Regions from separate parts of the Salmo salar genome. Here region 2 is linked to region 1. The links are chromatin contacts, called in public Hi-C maps. All regions are on one chromosome and are shown on one strand. The core of a region is the stretch at or near the end of the contact, and the rest is flanking DNA. Distances in the headings are between cores, read along the strand shown. Region 1 holds the start of LOC106588939 (collagen alpha-2(I) chain). Region 2 has its middle 34 kb from the start of trnav-uac.

The links. A called contact is a pair of places that touch in the nucleus more often than the background predicts.
Region 2: a Hi-C map of muscle shows a contact between it and region 1, with 2.4 times the contacts expected there. The contact joins the enhancer-like site here to the promoter of LOC106588939 in region 1. A contact is called at or near these places in 2 of 3 Hi-C or Micro-C datasets (gill and muscle).

What each region holds. Positions count from the first base shown.
Region 1 is chrssa27:30,784,729-30,788,134 of Ssal_v3.1, reverse strand. It overlaps LOC106588939 (collagen alpha-2(I) chain), which reads left to right and starts at 1,776. Exons shown (of 49, transcript XM_014178511.2): 1 at 1,776-2,051. The coding sequence starts at 1,982.
Region 2 is chrssa27:30,821,597-30,824,950 of Ssal_v3.1, reverse strand. No RefSeq gene overlaps it. Among protein-coding and RNA genes, the nearest start is that of trnav-uac, 34 kb to the right of the region's middle. Within about 2 kb of position 2,085, at least 1 of the 13 cell types and tissues checked has an H3K27ac peak or open chromatin away from gene starts, as enhancers often do. A contact at or near this core is called in muscle, where this site is marked.

The DNA of each region.
Region 1 (3,406 bases), core at 527-3,026:
AAGCTGATTAAACAGCATGGTCATTACACAGGTGCACCTTGTGCTGGGGACAATAAAAGGTCACTGTAAAATGTTGAGGGAGCATGCAATTGGTATGTTTACTGCAGGAATGTCCATCAGAGCTGTTGACATAGAATTTAATGTTCATTTCTCTACCATAAGCCGCCTACAATGTTGTTTTAGAGAATTTGGCAGTACATCCAACTGGCCTCCCAACTACAGACCACGTGTAATGACACCAGCCCAGGACCTCCACATACGGCTTATTCACCTGCGGGATCGTCTGAGACCAGCCACCCAGACATCTGATGAAACTGAGGAGTATTTCTGTCTTTAATGAAGCCCTTTGGTGGGGAAAAACCTGTTCTGATTGGCTGGGCCTGGCTCCCAAGTGGGTGTGCCTATGCCCTCCCAGGCCCACCCATGGCTGCACCTCTGCCCAGTCATGTGAAATCCATAGATTAGGGCCTAATGAATTTATTTCAATTAACAGATTTCCTTATATGAACTGAAATTGTTGCATGTTGTGTTTATATTTCTGATCAGTATATATTAAACTAAGTCCATTTTACTTTACAACTGCCTCCATCAATTATATTTACACTTTGATGTGGTAAAGATATCATTTTCTAATAGGCTGTTGTAGTAAGCATTACATTTACTTTTGAATGTATGATCATATCAAACTCTTAAATGTGCAGTCCAAATAAAAAGGGTCCATGTGACTGTGAGAGGTAGAGATAGCATTAGGGAAGCATTAGTGTGGTAGTAGTGTGACTGCCAACATGTCTGGTCATGTGGCCAGGTAAGAGCGGATTGGGGAGGGAGGGAGAGAATCTGAAATCAGATCTCTCTCACCTGTCTTTTGTGTGATCAGTCCAGGCGGTAGAATACCTCCATTGCATTCCATGACAATGCACAGGCTTTTCCAGAATATAGTTCCCTTTGAACACGGGATCCACCATCACCATCAATGAATGTAGCCTACAGCTGTGCTATAATTTATACCAAAACACCCATATCTTATACTGTATGTTGCTTGAGGGATGATCTGTCATTAAACCTGTGATTTTATTCACTCAGATAAATATAACAAATGTTTGTCTTGATGAATGAAAAATGCTTTCTTTATATTAGTTAGGACTCACTTTGAAATTTTAGAAGCTTTACAATGTCGACAGGCAGGGAGAGGCCTGTGTGTGAAGTCAGTGAAATGATTGTGCAAAACAGTGAATAGTGATAATGCGTAAAGCTTGGGGGTAAATATAGGCTAAATACACGCTTAAAAAGTCAAACTTGGAGAACAAATAGTCAATGAAAAAATGTGCTGATTTTTACAAACAGAAAAATCTCCTCCATCCTCTGCCTGTATGGCATTTTCTTATTTCAATCCGACCGACAGAGATGCAGGGCGCATTCCTGCGCGCACCGCACTGGACAGATTTGGCCTACGCTTCAGACCCGACCCGGGCAAAGCGCAAGATGACAGTCGGATGGCCAACGTGCCCTCACCAAGCTCCGGCGTACTGAACTACCCCTTCTTTCTCGGCTACACGTCCAGTGTGATGAACCACCTTACAAAAAGTCTGAGAAAAAAAAGGTCTTACTCCTTTTTAAACGTCTACATTGTCCACGTCCTCAAGAATGGATCTAATTAAAACGATGCACTCGTCATCATCGACAAAGTAATGCCAACGTTTCTGAGAGAAGGCTGGAGATGTAGGACCACATGACTTATTGGGGATGGATGGGATGGGAGTCGTATAAGATTTCACTTCTCCTATTGGTCCGAGGGCTGACTGTTGACACGCAGACAAAGGAACCTCCTGCCATATAAATAGGACTGATTGGTCTGTATTATTCTAGCATCACGGCAGCAGGTTTCCAATCTTGGAGTTACTCTAGTCACCACAACTGTATGCCTGCTTGAAGTAGTTAAACAGGGCACTGCAGCACAAGGAGTCTGCATGTCTGCTTAGACATGCTCAGCTTTGTGGATAACCGGATTCTGTTGCTGCTTGCAGTAACTTCATTTCTAGCATCATGCCAATGTAAGTTTGATATGTTTTTGTCTTTTACCGAGGATTTTTGTCCTGTTTTAAGAGTTCAGGAGGACCTTACAGCGCTTATGCTTGGCTTTTATATGGAACTTACTTGGAAATAACCAGAGGACCACTAAAAGTTATTTTGAGGGCTTCCCCCTGGCTGTATAAAACCGAACGGATCCTGGTCATTTCGGTGGATTCTTCATTCTTTTTCCGTGGATACAATTGCCAATTGATTAGTCTCAGAGAAACGCACTGATGAAAAAACGTTATCACAGCCTTGAAAGAATCGTTTAAAGTTGTTAATGTAGTGGCTTTGAATAGATTTTAGAACAATGGAACTGCGAACATCTAGACTACAATTGGAATGTCTCTGTAAACGCCTAGGATGAAAAGTTTGGGGCGTTGTACATACTGTTCAGAGTCCAGGGAATGAACTTTTATTATAGGGAATTGAAACGTCGCCCCCTGGTGGGCAATTTGACAGCATCCCCTTTGGCATCAACCCTCCTAGATATATTTTCTATAGAAATACATATAGATCTTTACAAAAGTATAGATTTTCGATCCCAAAATTATTTGGACATATTCTTGAGTAACTTAGTGCAAGCTATGACCTATTTGTTAGGCCTTGTGAAAGAGAAGGTCTTGTGTATTGAGGTTTAGAGCTATTTCATTTAAACATAGTTAATATTAGTATTATAAGAATTAAGAGCATTATTTTCAAGTAAAACAAATGACATTTGCGTTGTATATACAAGTAATATAAGTTAAAACAATATTTTCCATGATGATATTCTTTTAAGTGTCCAACTGCGCTATCTAGCGGCCACGTAAGGACATTACAACGCAGTATTTTAGAGGAGGTGCGATGCCACTCCATCAGCAGGACGGGACCAAATGTAGAGGAACGGGTTGTTATGCCGCATCATAATGAGGACACCACTGAGGCCTAAACAGGAAACGCCTAGATCATAACAAGCAACATAAGATAATAGTTCTTCAAAATTTAGACCAAAATGTAGTAATTTAGACTCCTCAAAATCAAGTTGCTATACATCAGGGCTGCCCAACTCTCTTCCTGGAGATCTACTGTCCTGTAGGTTTTCAGTCCAATCATCTTCCTGGAGATCTACTGTCCTGTAGGTTTTCAGTCCAATCATCTTCCTGGAGATCTACTGTCCTGTATGTTTTCAGTCCAACCCTTTTCCTGGAGATCTACTGTCCTGTATGTTTTCAGTCCAACCCTCTTCCTGGAGATCTACTGTCCTGTATGTTTTCAGTCCAACCCTAATTTAGCATCTCTGATTCAGCTAGTTGAGGTCCTGTTGAGCAGCTAATTAGTAGAATGTGTTAAATTA
Region 2 (3,354 bases), core at 836-3,335, 37 kb before region 1:
AAGGACCCTCCAATATTCATTTGACACCTACTGCAATCTTCAATTGAAATGTATAGTTCAGCAATTATACAATTTCCATGTTTGAAAGAAAGTAATTCTGCAAAAAGGTCATAAAAAACTAGGAGTGAGGTTATGATAAAGAGAGAGAGAGGGATAGAGAGAAAAAAAACTGAGTTGAACAGAGGGAAGCAGAAAGAGACAGACAGAGAGAAAGAGAGAGGGAGAAGTGAGAAAGAGAGAGGGAGAAGTGAGAAAGTGAGAGAGAAAGTGTAATGTGTGTCTCTCTCCAGGCTGCAGCAGCACCAGTCAGGGCCTGTCCTCTTCTCTCCACACTCCTCTGTCTCTCTCTGTCTCTCTCCTTCTCTCTCTCCTTCTCTCTCTTTCCTTCTCTCTGTCTCTCTCCTTCTCTCTCTCCTTCTCTCTGTCTCTCTCTGTCTCTCTCCTTCTGCCTGTCTCCTTCTCTCTGTCTCCTTCTCTCTCTCTCCTTCTCTCTGTCTCTCTCCTTCTCTCTGTCTCTCTCTGTCTCTCTCCTTCTGCCTGTCTCCTTCTCTCTGTCTCCTTCTGCCTGTCTCCTTCTCTCTGTCTCCTTCTCCCTCTCTCCATGACCTGAAGCAGCTGGATCCTATTCTCCACCCCGTTAACCTCTGCTCTCCCTTCCCCCCTTCAGGAGACTTCCTGATTAAATAATAGATAAAAAATGGTTTGGTTTAATAACAGTTAAATATATGTTACAAAATAGTCTGGTTCAGATTGTCTGAGACAGCAGACAGACCCCACCCTGGAGATAAAGAGCAATGATTACAGTATGATAGCAAATGAGTATTGTGCTCTCAGTATCTGTCTCTATCCCCCTCAATCACATGATGCCACAGATAGATCCTTTATTATCATGCCAGCTGTGTTTCCATAGGTTACCATCCAACTTCTAACTCTCTTCTTCCTCCATGGTCGTATTGTAGGATGATCCAACACATGTCAATTTATTTCTGAACTCGAATTTAGGGATAACAGATGTATCCCAAGTTTAATGTATGAAACAATGACAGATAGAACCCATGGTGTTCAATTATGACCATCCTGTTTGCCATTTAAGATGTCGTCCTAACCCCTTCACTAAAACTGATACTCTACATGATTTCACAAACAGCTGGTTGAGTTAGTCAGGAGTTAACTTTGCTTGGTTTGGTCTGGCGGGACACAATGCAGAAAAAGAAAGTGCAGTCTTTTACACGTCCTACAGTCCTACAGTAATGCACACGTGGAAGACATCTATGTTCATTCACCAACGTTTGACAAAGAAAAAGGGGAAAAGAGAACCTATTTAACACAAGCTCCACCTCTGCATTGTGACTGGCTCTGGATCCATCTGGTCTACAATCTAAAACTGGGTGATGTGCGGAGAACACACCCTAAGCCTGGGAAGAATGAGTACTTCTCTTTGATTTGGTATATGAGAGAGAGAGACAAGCCTATGCCTATCCCCTTGTCATGTAAACCCAGCAGGACCACCAAGGTGTTCCAACACATGTCGTTATTGCTGGGAGCCCCCCTCAATCCCTTAAGACTGATCATTCCTGGGGACTTGAGGTGCACTCAAAATAGGCACAAGAGAGAAAAGAGAAGTTTAAATCTGTTTAGATATTTAGGAAAGTATTCACTCAACATATTGAAAGTCTTCCTTATGAAAACACAGTTAAAAAGTTGTCATATGAATTCAGGGTTTTGGGAATGACTGCATGTTGGAAGACAGTGGTCATACCTTTGTAATTTCAATGTGAACTATAGAAAGTCGCTACTGTAAGTCGCTCTGGATAAGAGCGTCTGCTAAATGACTAAAATGTAAATGTAAAATGTAGAAGTTATCATGTTAGGACAGAATAGACTAATTAGCAGAAATTATCCAGTTGTAATAAGTTTGTGATTTACAGCCTCAAAATCAGTTTGTGCAGATGAATCCCTCTGTTTCCACGTCATCTGTTGCAGTTGGAATTGTCTCTGTTTGTCTTTGTATGTGGGAGAGGGCGGAGCGGAGGAGAACGAGAGCAGGGGATTAGAACCAGATGCAGCCACAGTTTCATTTTGGACACCAGCCAGGAAGCATGCACTCATGCTGAAGCTATGTCATGGGCAGGCCTAGCCGCTCTAACCCCACTCTACCTCCTCTTCTCCTTCCATCACGCTTCCAGTTCTCTTCCACCATGACTCCCTTTCTTTCTTACACAGCAGACTCAAAAGAAAAGGGCTGATGGACAGTCATTTAGGTATAGAGGAATTGATGATAAAAAGATTGTGGGAGACGTTTTGTTAGACTTCAGTGCGGATTTTGACATTATTGATCATAGTCTGCTGATGGAAAAACGTGTGTTATGGCTTTACAAACCATGCTATATTGGGGATAAACAGTTACCTGTCTAACAGAACACAGAAAGTGTTCTTTAATGGAAGCCTCTCCAACATAATCCAGGTAGAATCAGGAATTCCCCAGGGCAGCTGTTTAGGCCCCTTACTTTTTTCAATCTTAACTAATAACATGCCACTGGCTTTGAGTAAAGCCAGAGTGTCAATGTATGCGGATGACTCAACACTATACACGTCAGCTACTAAAGCAAGTGAAATCAATGCAACACTAAACAAAGAGCTGCAGTTGGTTTCAGAATGGGTGGCAAGGAATAAGTTAGTCCTAAATATTTCAAAAACTAATAGCATTGTATTTGGGACAAATCACTCACTAAACCCTAAAGCTCAACTAAATCTTGTAATAAATAATGTGGAAATTGAGCAAGTTGAGGTAACTAAACTGAATGGAGTAACCCTGGATTGTAAACTGTCATGGTAAAAACATGTTGATACAACAGTAGCTAGGTTGAGGAGAAGTCTGTCCATAATAAGCGCTGCTCTGCCTTTTTAACGACACTATCAACAAGGCAGGTCCTACAGGCCCTAGTTTTGTCGATCCTGGACTACTGTTCAGTGGTGTGGTCAGGTGCCACAAAGAGGGACCTCTGAAAATGACAATTGGCTCAGAACAGGGCAACATGGCTGGCCCTTAAATGTACATGGAGAGCTAACATTAATAATATGCATGTAAATCTCTCATGGCTCAAAGTGGAGGAGAGATTGACTTCTTATGTAAACTTCAGTACTTGTTTATATAAAAAGTGTTGACATGCTGAATGCACGGAGGTGTCTGTTTAAACTACTAGCATACAGCTCGGACACCCATGCATACCCCACAAGACATGCCACCAGAGATCACTTCACAATCCCCAAGTCAAGAACAGACTGCATAGAGCCATGACTACATGGATCTCTATTCAAAATCAGGTAACTGATGCAAGCAGTAGAATCAGATAT